2 separate regions of the Mus musculus genome follow, and region 2 is linked to region 1. Evidence: chromatin contacts called from public HiChIP or PLAC-seq data. All regions are on one chromosome and are shown on one strand. The core of a region is the stretch at or near the end of the contact, and the rest is flanking DNA. Distances in the headings are between cores, read along the strand shown. Region 1 overlaps Scnn1a (sodium channel, nonvoltage-gated 1 alpha). Region 2 overlaps Vwf (Von Willebrand factor).

Region 1 (3,034 bases), core at 39-2,538:
GGCAGCTAAGCCTAGGCCAGCAGTACCTGTCCTGTTGCCAAGCCTCCCTGTTATCTCCCACCTTTGTCCACTCCAAGCCCTTGCCTCCCTTGCCCCCAAGTCCACTGTTTATCTTAGTCTTGGCATGCAGGTCCGGTCCTCAGTTTGTCATCTCCTTTCCCACGAGGCCTGTTGGGACAACTCTGTAAACTATCTAACTTTCTGCCCCCAAGTTTTCCCTTCATTCTTCACAGAAGTCTTTGTCTATTTCTGTTGCTATAGCAGAATACTACAGACTGGTTGGTTTATGAAAAAAAAAAAAAAAGAAGAAGAAGAAGAAGCTCATTCTTATAGTACTAGGGGTTAAAAAGCCTGAGAGCCTGGTGCGGGAACCTGGTGACGCTCCCATGCGTAACAAAGCAGAAAGGGGAAGGGAAAGTGAGTCTGGGAAAGAGGGTCAGGAAGGGCGGGCCGACCCAGCAAACGTCCATGTGTTCATAGCTAACCCTCTCAGGACTCCGTGGATGCGCTCATGAGGATTCACTCCATGGTCCTGTCTCTTCTTGTTGGATCCCATCTCCAACATATTGGGAAGTAATTTTCCAACCCAAGAATTGAGAGGCACATTTGAAACGTAGCAGGGAGCGTACGTTTGTGATATTAACTATTCCAGTCAGTCCTGTTCAAAATCCTCCAAAGTAGGAACTGGAGAGACTCCGCAGGCTCAGACTAAGAGCGCTGGCTGCTCTTGCAGAGGACCCAGGTTCCGTTCCTAGCACCCATAATTCGGCTCACAATTGTCCCTAACTCCAGATCCACGGGACCTGATACCCTTTTCTGGCCTCCAGAGGTGCCAGGCATGCTCGTGGAACACAGATGTGCAAGTGGGCAGAGCACTCACACGCATACAATCAATATATTAAAATCCTCTGCAGTCTCCTGTGGCTTGCTGAGTCTAACTACACTTCCTTAGCATGGCCTCCTGGACCCTCCCCTTCATGGCCTCCTGGACCCTCCCCCCTCCCTTTGAGGTCTCCTGGACCCTCCCCTTCATGGCCTCCTGGACCCTCTTCCCTCCCTTCGTGGTCTCCTGGACCCTCCCCTTCTCCTTCCTCTTCTCTTTTGGATTTCTTTCTCCTTTTGTTTTTTTGTTCTGAAGATCAAAGCCAGAGCCCACAACATGCAAGCAAGCTCTCCATTGCTGAGCTCTGTCCTCAGACATAATCTTCTCCTTAATGACACGTAGTTAAAGTCTTCCCTTTCATATGGACACTTTAGTGGTTTTTAAATATGTTTAGAGTTGTGCAACTACTGTCATTATCTAATTTTAGAACATTTTTTTCACCCACCCTCAAGGAACCCATTTACTTCTTAGCAGTTCCCCATTCCATCCCTTTCAAGCCCTGGGAACCACTAATCTGCCTTCTTGTCTCAATGGACTGTTCTTTGTGGGGATTTCACACAAGGGCTAGTAATGCAATTCAGTAGTAGATTGATCGTCTAACATTTATTAGGTTCTGGGATATATATATATATATATATATATATATATACACACACACACATACACATACATGTATATATACACATATGTATATACACACATATGTATACATATGTATGTGTATATAGGTATATACATATGTGTGTATATGTATGTATATATGTGTGTATGTGTATACATATATACATATATACACACACACACACACACACACACACACACATATAGTATCTTTTGTGACTGGTGACTTCTTTCACTTAGCATATGTTTTCCAGGTTTATCTGTGCTGACACATGTCAGAACTCACATATGAGCAATTAACACTGGGCTGTGTTGTACAGACACACCACAGCTTTCTGACATGAACATGCCTACTCTTTGGCCTTTATGAGCCTGAGTAAGATTTTATACTGGTAATGTTTTGGTTTTGCTTGCAATGCACCCAGAGTGCAGTGCTGGGTCACAGAGCTGTTTAGCATTTTGGAGGCTGCTGGACTCTGCCCAGGGATACAGGTCTTTATGTTCTCAGCAGCAACCCTGAGGGATCTACATTTTCTACAACCTCTGCTTGTTATTGTCTACCTTATAAACAAACAAACAAACAAACAAACAAGCAAGCAGACAAAACTACCCTTACTTGTTTGTATTTGTGCATGTGAGTGGGTAGAAGACAATTTTCAGGAGTCGTCTTTCTCAACCATTAAGGCGGCAAGTTTGGTGGCAAGCGCCTTTCCCAGCTGGGCCATCTCACCTGTCTGTTTGCCTTTATCCCTTTAGGCAACGTAACCAATCCCTACCACCTTAGTGGGAAGCTAATACAGCTCACTAAGTACTGATACTTTAACTTAGCCCTCAGTTCTCTGTCCTACCTGTGTATGTGGTCTTCATTTGTCAGAGGAGGAGAGTAAAGACCTTGCTTGGCTTTCTTTCTACTGTTTGCTACAGTTAGAATTTACTCAAAAGGAGCTGCACGCTAGAGCCCCCTTTTTTGGACAAGGGCTCATTCTTATCCCATGCTAATCTGGAACTCGCTATGTAGTGTGTAGCCCCAAGTAGACTCATACTGGCAACAATGCTCTTGTACCAACCTTCCGAGTGCTAGATCACAGGAGCTCATCACCACGCCTAGGTGAGATTTTCTTCTTATTATTATTATTACATATCTGCACACACACACACGGACACACACACGGATACACATACATGATGTGGTGTACTTGTAGAGGTCAGAGGACCTGTGGAAGTCAGTTCTGTCCTTCTGCAATGTGGATCCTGGAGACTGAACTCAAGTTGTCAGTCTTGGCAGCAAGCACCTCTGCCCACTGAGCCATCTTGCTGGGCCAAGCACCTCTGCCCGCTGAGCCATCTTGCTCAAGGCTTTACTCTTAACCATTACATGATTTGGCTTCTCAATGGATGTTGCACTAATGTGTTTAATGTACATTTTCTTATATGTGCATTTACAAAATTTATATTTTACCTACATAAGTGATCTTGTGTGTTATAAGATCTTATTTTATCTTCTTCTAAAATACAAAATAAAACTTTCTT
Region 2 (3,129 bases), core at 120-2,619, 270 kb after region 1:
TGGAAATATTCAGTCTGGAAGGACCTTGAAAGACCCTCATGGCTTTGAGAAACAGCATCCGAGGTCACAGCAGTGTGCTTTAGTTTTAAGCTGGAAAGTCAGGGAAAAGACCTTGATTGCCTTGTGTGTGTGTGTGTGTGTGTGTGTGTGTGTGTGTGTGTGTGTGTGTGACTTGGCATTTGTAAAACAAACAAGGAAGGCCATTTGCCCACCTTTCTTAGTTGCATGTATGTCTGTGGGTCTGGAACCTTCCACATGCACCTTGTTAAGTCACAGCTGGGAGCTAGAAGGGGCTTCCAAGATGACTACGGGGACTCAGGCCTGACCTGTGAGACTTTGGATCATCAGGATGGGGGGTGTGCGGGGACCACCTGGTTTCACTGATTACCCACAGAGCTATCATTGGACTCTTGGGGTCTGGTCCCTACCAGTTCTTCAAATCTGCACCATGGAATTCAGTGGCGCCCCAGCTGTCCTGGGAAAAAGCTGCCTCCACACCACTGCTTGGCCCTGAGTGTGCACTTTGGGGTCAAACTCATCATGGCTCACTGCTGAGGTCTGATCAGCGAGTGAGAGACGGGGCTAGAATCTGAGCCCTGCTTCCTTGAGAGAAGGGGATAGAATCTGAGCCCTGCTTCCTTCCTGGTGTCCTCAGCAGGAGATTAGAAGACAGGTGTTGCTCCTGGACACCAGACACAAGCTCCTGGGGGCTTGGACTACACCGTCCTCAGTCTGCCTTGTCTGTTTGTAACTAATATCTGTCCAACGAACAGTTTGCATGTTCTCTCACTGTTGCTTAGCCCATGTCTGTTGATAGTCACTTTAGTCACAGACATAGGGAGCACGAAGGTCTGGGGGATTCAAGTTGCTTGCTCTTTCCAGCCGTGTCACCCTCGATGGGATCTTAGGCAATCTCTCCCTCCCTCCCCCTCTTCTTCCTCCCTCTCTCCCTCCCCCTTTCTCCCTCTTTCTCTCTTTCCCTATCTCCCTCCTCCTTCTCTTCTCTTTCCCTGTGTCCCTCCTCCTCCCCTCCCCCTCCCCCCCTCCTTCTTCTTCTCTCTCTCCCCCTAATTCCTAGAATCCTTCTGGCTGACTTTTCTTTGAGGAGCGACAGCCAGCTGCACGACACCTAGCTGCATAGCTTGCAGTGGTCCTCCAGTTCGCAGCCCGGGACTTAGTCGTCCTGACATTAATTTTTCACCTGGGGAAATTTTTTGGTGCAAATGATCTCATTAACTAAGTGGAACCATTGTGGCACTGGGGGACAGCTGCTCCAAGGCCCGGCTTCTTCCGGCAGCTGTCCCCAGTCTATTCTGGGAAGACCTGTGGCTTGTGTGGGAATTACAACGGCAACAAGGGAGACGACTTCCTCACGCCGGCCGGCTTGGTGGAGCCCCTGGTGGTAGACTTCGGAAACGCCTGGAAGCTTCAAGGGGACTGTTCGGACCTGCGCAGGCAACACAGCGACCCCTGCAGCCTGAATCCACGCTTGAGTATGTGAGCCGCAGACCCCGGGGTCTCCCGTGGTCCAGGCAGGCATTCCACGGGACACAGAGAGAGGGAAGGCAAAGGCGGAGCCATTGGCCCAGCCTTTATTTTGACCACTGGCCGTTGAGATCCACATTTGGCTCATTTCCTTTTCAAAGTTTGTTTATTGAACACCCTCCATCCATGGGTGAAATCCCAAGAAAGAATAGAATATTGGGTCGTTTCTGGCCCGGAAAAGACCCAGTCTAGAGCAGCGGTGGGTGTGGGAGCTTAAAGTTGACTTGTATGATAGATGCGCTGCAGTGACCCTGTGTGGACACGGTGCTGCGACATCTCTGCTCTTGCTAGCTTCTGCTACTCTAACCACCGTCTCCGGTCAGTGGGTCTTTGGGGAACGCACATTTACCCGTTACTGAGCCAAACGCAGAACTGTACATTGGCACCAGAAGCCAGAGCCAGATAGATTAATTTTGGTAGCAACAGAAAAGGGAACTGGCTTTGTTTGTGGGGAAGAGGGTGGGGTGAGGTATGGATGTTAGAGTCCCTGAGGCTGGCCCCAGAGGAACGGGCAGGGCCACGTCTTGTTCTGCACAGGCTCTCCTTTCTCTTCAACAGCCAGGTTTGCAGAGGAGGCTTGTGCGCTCCTGACGTCCTCCAAGTTCGAGGCCTGCCACCACGCAGTCAGCCCTCTGCCCTATCTGCAGAACTGCCGTTATGATGTTTGCTCCTGCTCCGACAGCCGGGATTGCCTGTGTAACGCAGTAGCTAACTATGCTGCCGAGTGTGCCCGAAAAGGCGTGCACATCGGGTGGCGGGAGCCTGGCTTCTGTGGTGAGAACTCCATAACCAGTTAACCTCCTTTAGGCAATCAATTCAAACTCTTCTGACAACTTGTGGGTCTGGGTCCACCTGTCCTTTTCAAAGGTACTTTCTTTGAATAATTTCATTTGGAAACAGGCCCCAGTGACAAACTTGGGGCTACAGTTCTTTTGCAGCCATTTCTCCTGCCTTCTGCTCTTGGCTGGTAATGGGGTGGGTTCCTGCGTAAAAGTAAGTTGGAACTCCTTACAGAAGCCATGGACTTTGGAGTTGCATAGGCCTGGCTGAGAGTGCCTGTAAATGCTGCCACCTAGTGTTCATTCCTTGTATGAGCATGCCGTGGTGTGAGTTTGGAATGCTGGAATCCTTTGCTTGTAATGTCAGGCAAGGCAGACGTGGGACCTGGCCCACGGTCTTTGGCATCGTATAAAGTTATGCAGCATTGAATAATGCCATTGTTCTAGTTGAATTTGCATCTGTCCTAAGCTGTGGTAGATTCCTGCCATCAAAGATGGTCTTTGCTCCTGCACCGTGGTCCCCTGGGCAGTTAAACCCTGCTTACTGTTTTGTTGTTTTTCCTCTGGAGACATTTGGCTAGTGTCCAGGCTTAGACAACTGGGAGACAGAATCTTGAAGCTTCCTTTTGAGACCTCCCTCGGAGGTGCCTGTCAATCACACTGAGTGAAGGGACAGCTGAGGAGGACTCTCTGGGGAGGTGTTCTCGATCAAAGGTTTGCAGAGGTGCTTTTGTGTCAGAGAGAGGTTAGCAGGGCAGGAGTTTGGGCAGATAGTCTGGAGGAGGAAGGTAGGTGGAACTCTGAG

What was found. HiChIP or PLAC-seq counts read pairs in DNA pulled down with a chosen protein or histone mark.
Region 2: an H3K4me3 HiChIP or PLAC-seq map of bone marrow-derived macrophages shows a contact between it and region 1, with 4 times the contacts expected there. The contact joins two enhancer-like sites. A contact is called at or near these places in 19 of 39 promoter capture datasets (the 3T3-L1 cell line, 3T3-L1-derived adipocytes, the HPC-7 cell line and 10 more), 2 of 15 datasets of contacts at CTCF or cohesin (embryonic stem cells and pro-B cells), 3 of 484 Hi-C or Micro-C datasets (CD4 T cells, CD8 T cells and bone marrow-derived macrophages), 14 of 115 datasets of contacts at active chromatin or transcription factors (astrocytes, bone marrow-derived macrophages, cardiomyocytes and 6 more) and 4 of 9 other capture datasets (adipose tissue, embryonic stem cells, liver and 1 more).

What each region holds. Positions count from the first base shown.
Region 1 is chr6:125,333,278-125,336,311 of GRCm38.p6, forward strand. All of the region lies in intron 3 of Scnn1a (sodium channel, nonvoltage-gated 1 alpha), which reads left to right. Among named protein-coding and RNA genes, the nearest start is that of Scnn1a, 13 kb to the left of the region's middle. Within about 2 kb of position 1,289, at least 41 of the 459 cell types and tissues checked have an H3K27ac peak or open chromatin away from gene starts, as enhancers often do. A contact at or near this core is called in bone marrow-derived macrophages and hematopoietic stem and progenitor cells, where this site is marked.
Region 2 is chr6:125,602,027-125,605,155 of GRCm38.p6, forward strand. Vwf (Von Willebrand factor) reads left to right here. Exons shown (of 52, transcript NM_011708.4): 14 at 1,298-1,493; 15 at 2,104-2,319. Among named protein-coding and RNA genes, the nearest start is that of Vwf, 51 kb to the left of the region's middle. Within about 2 kb of position 1,370, at least 165 of the 459 cell types and tissues checked have an H3K27ac peak or open chromatin away from gene starts, as enhancers often do. A contact at or near this core is called in bone marrow-derived macrophages and hematopoietic stem and progenitor cells, where this site is marked.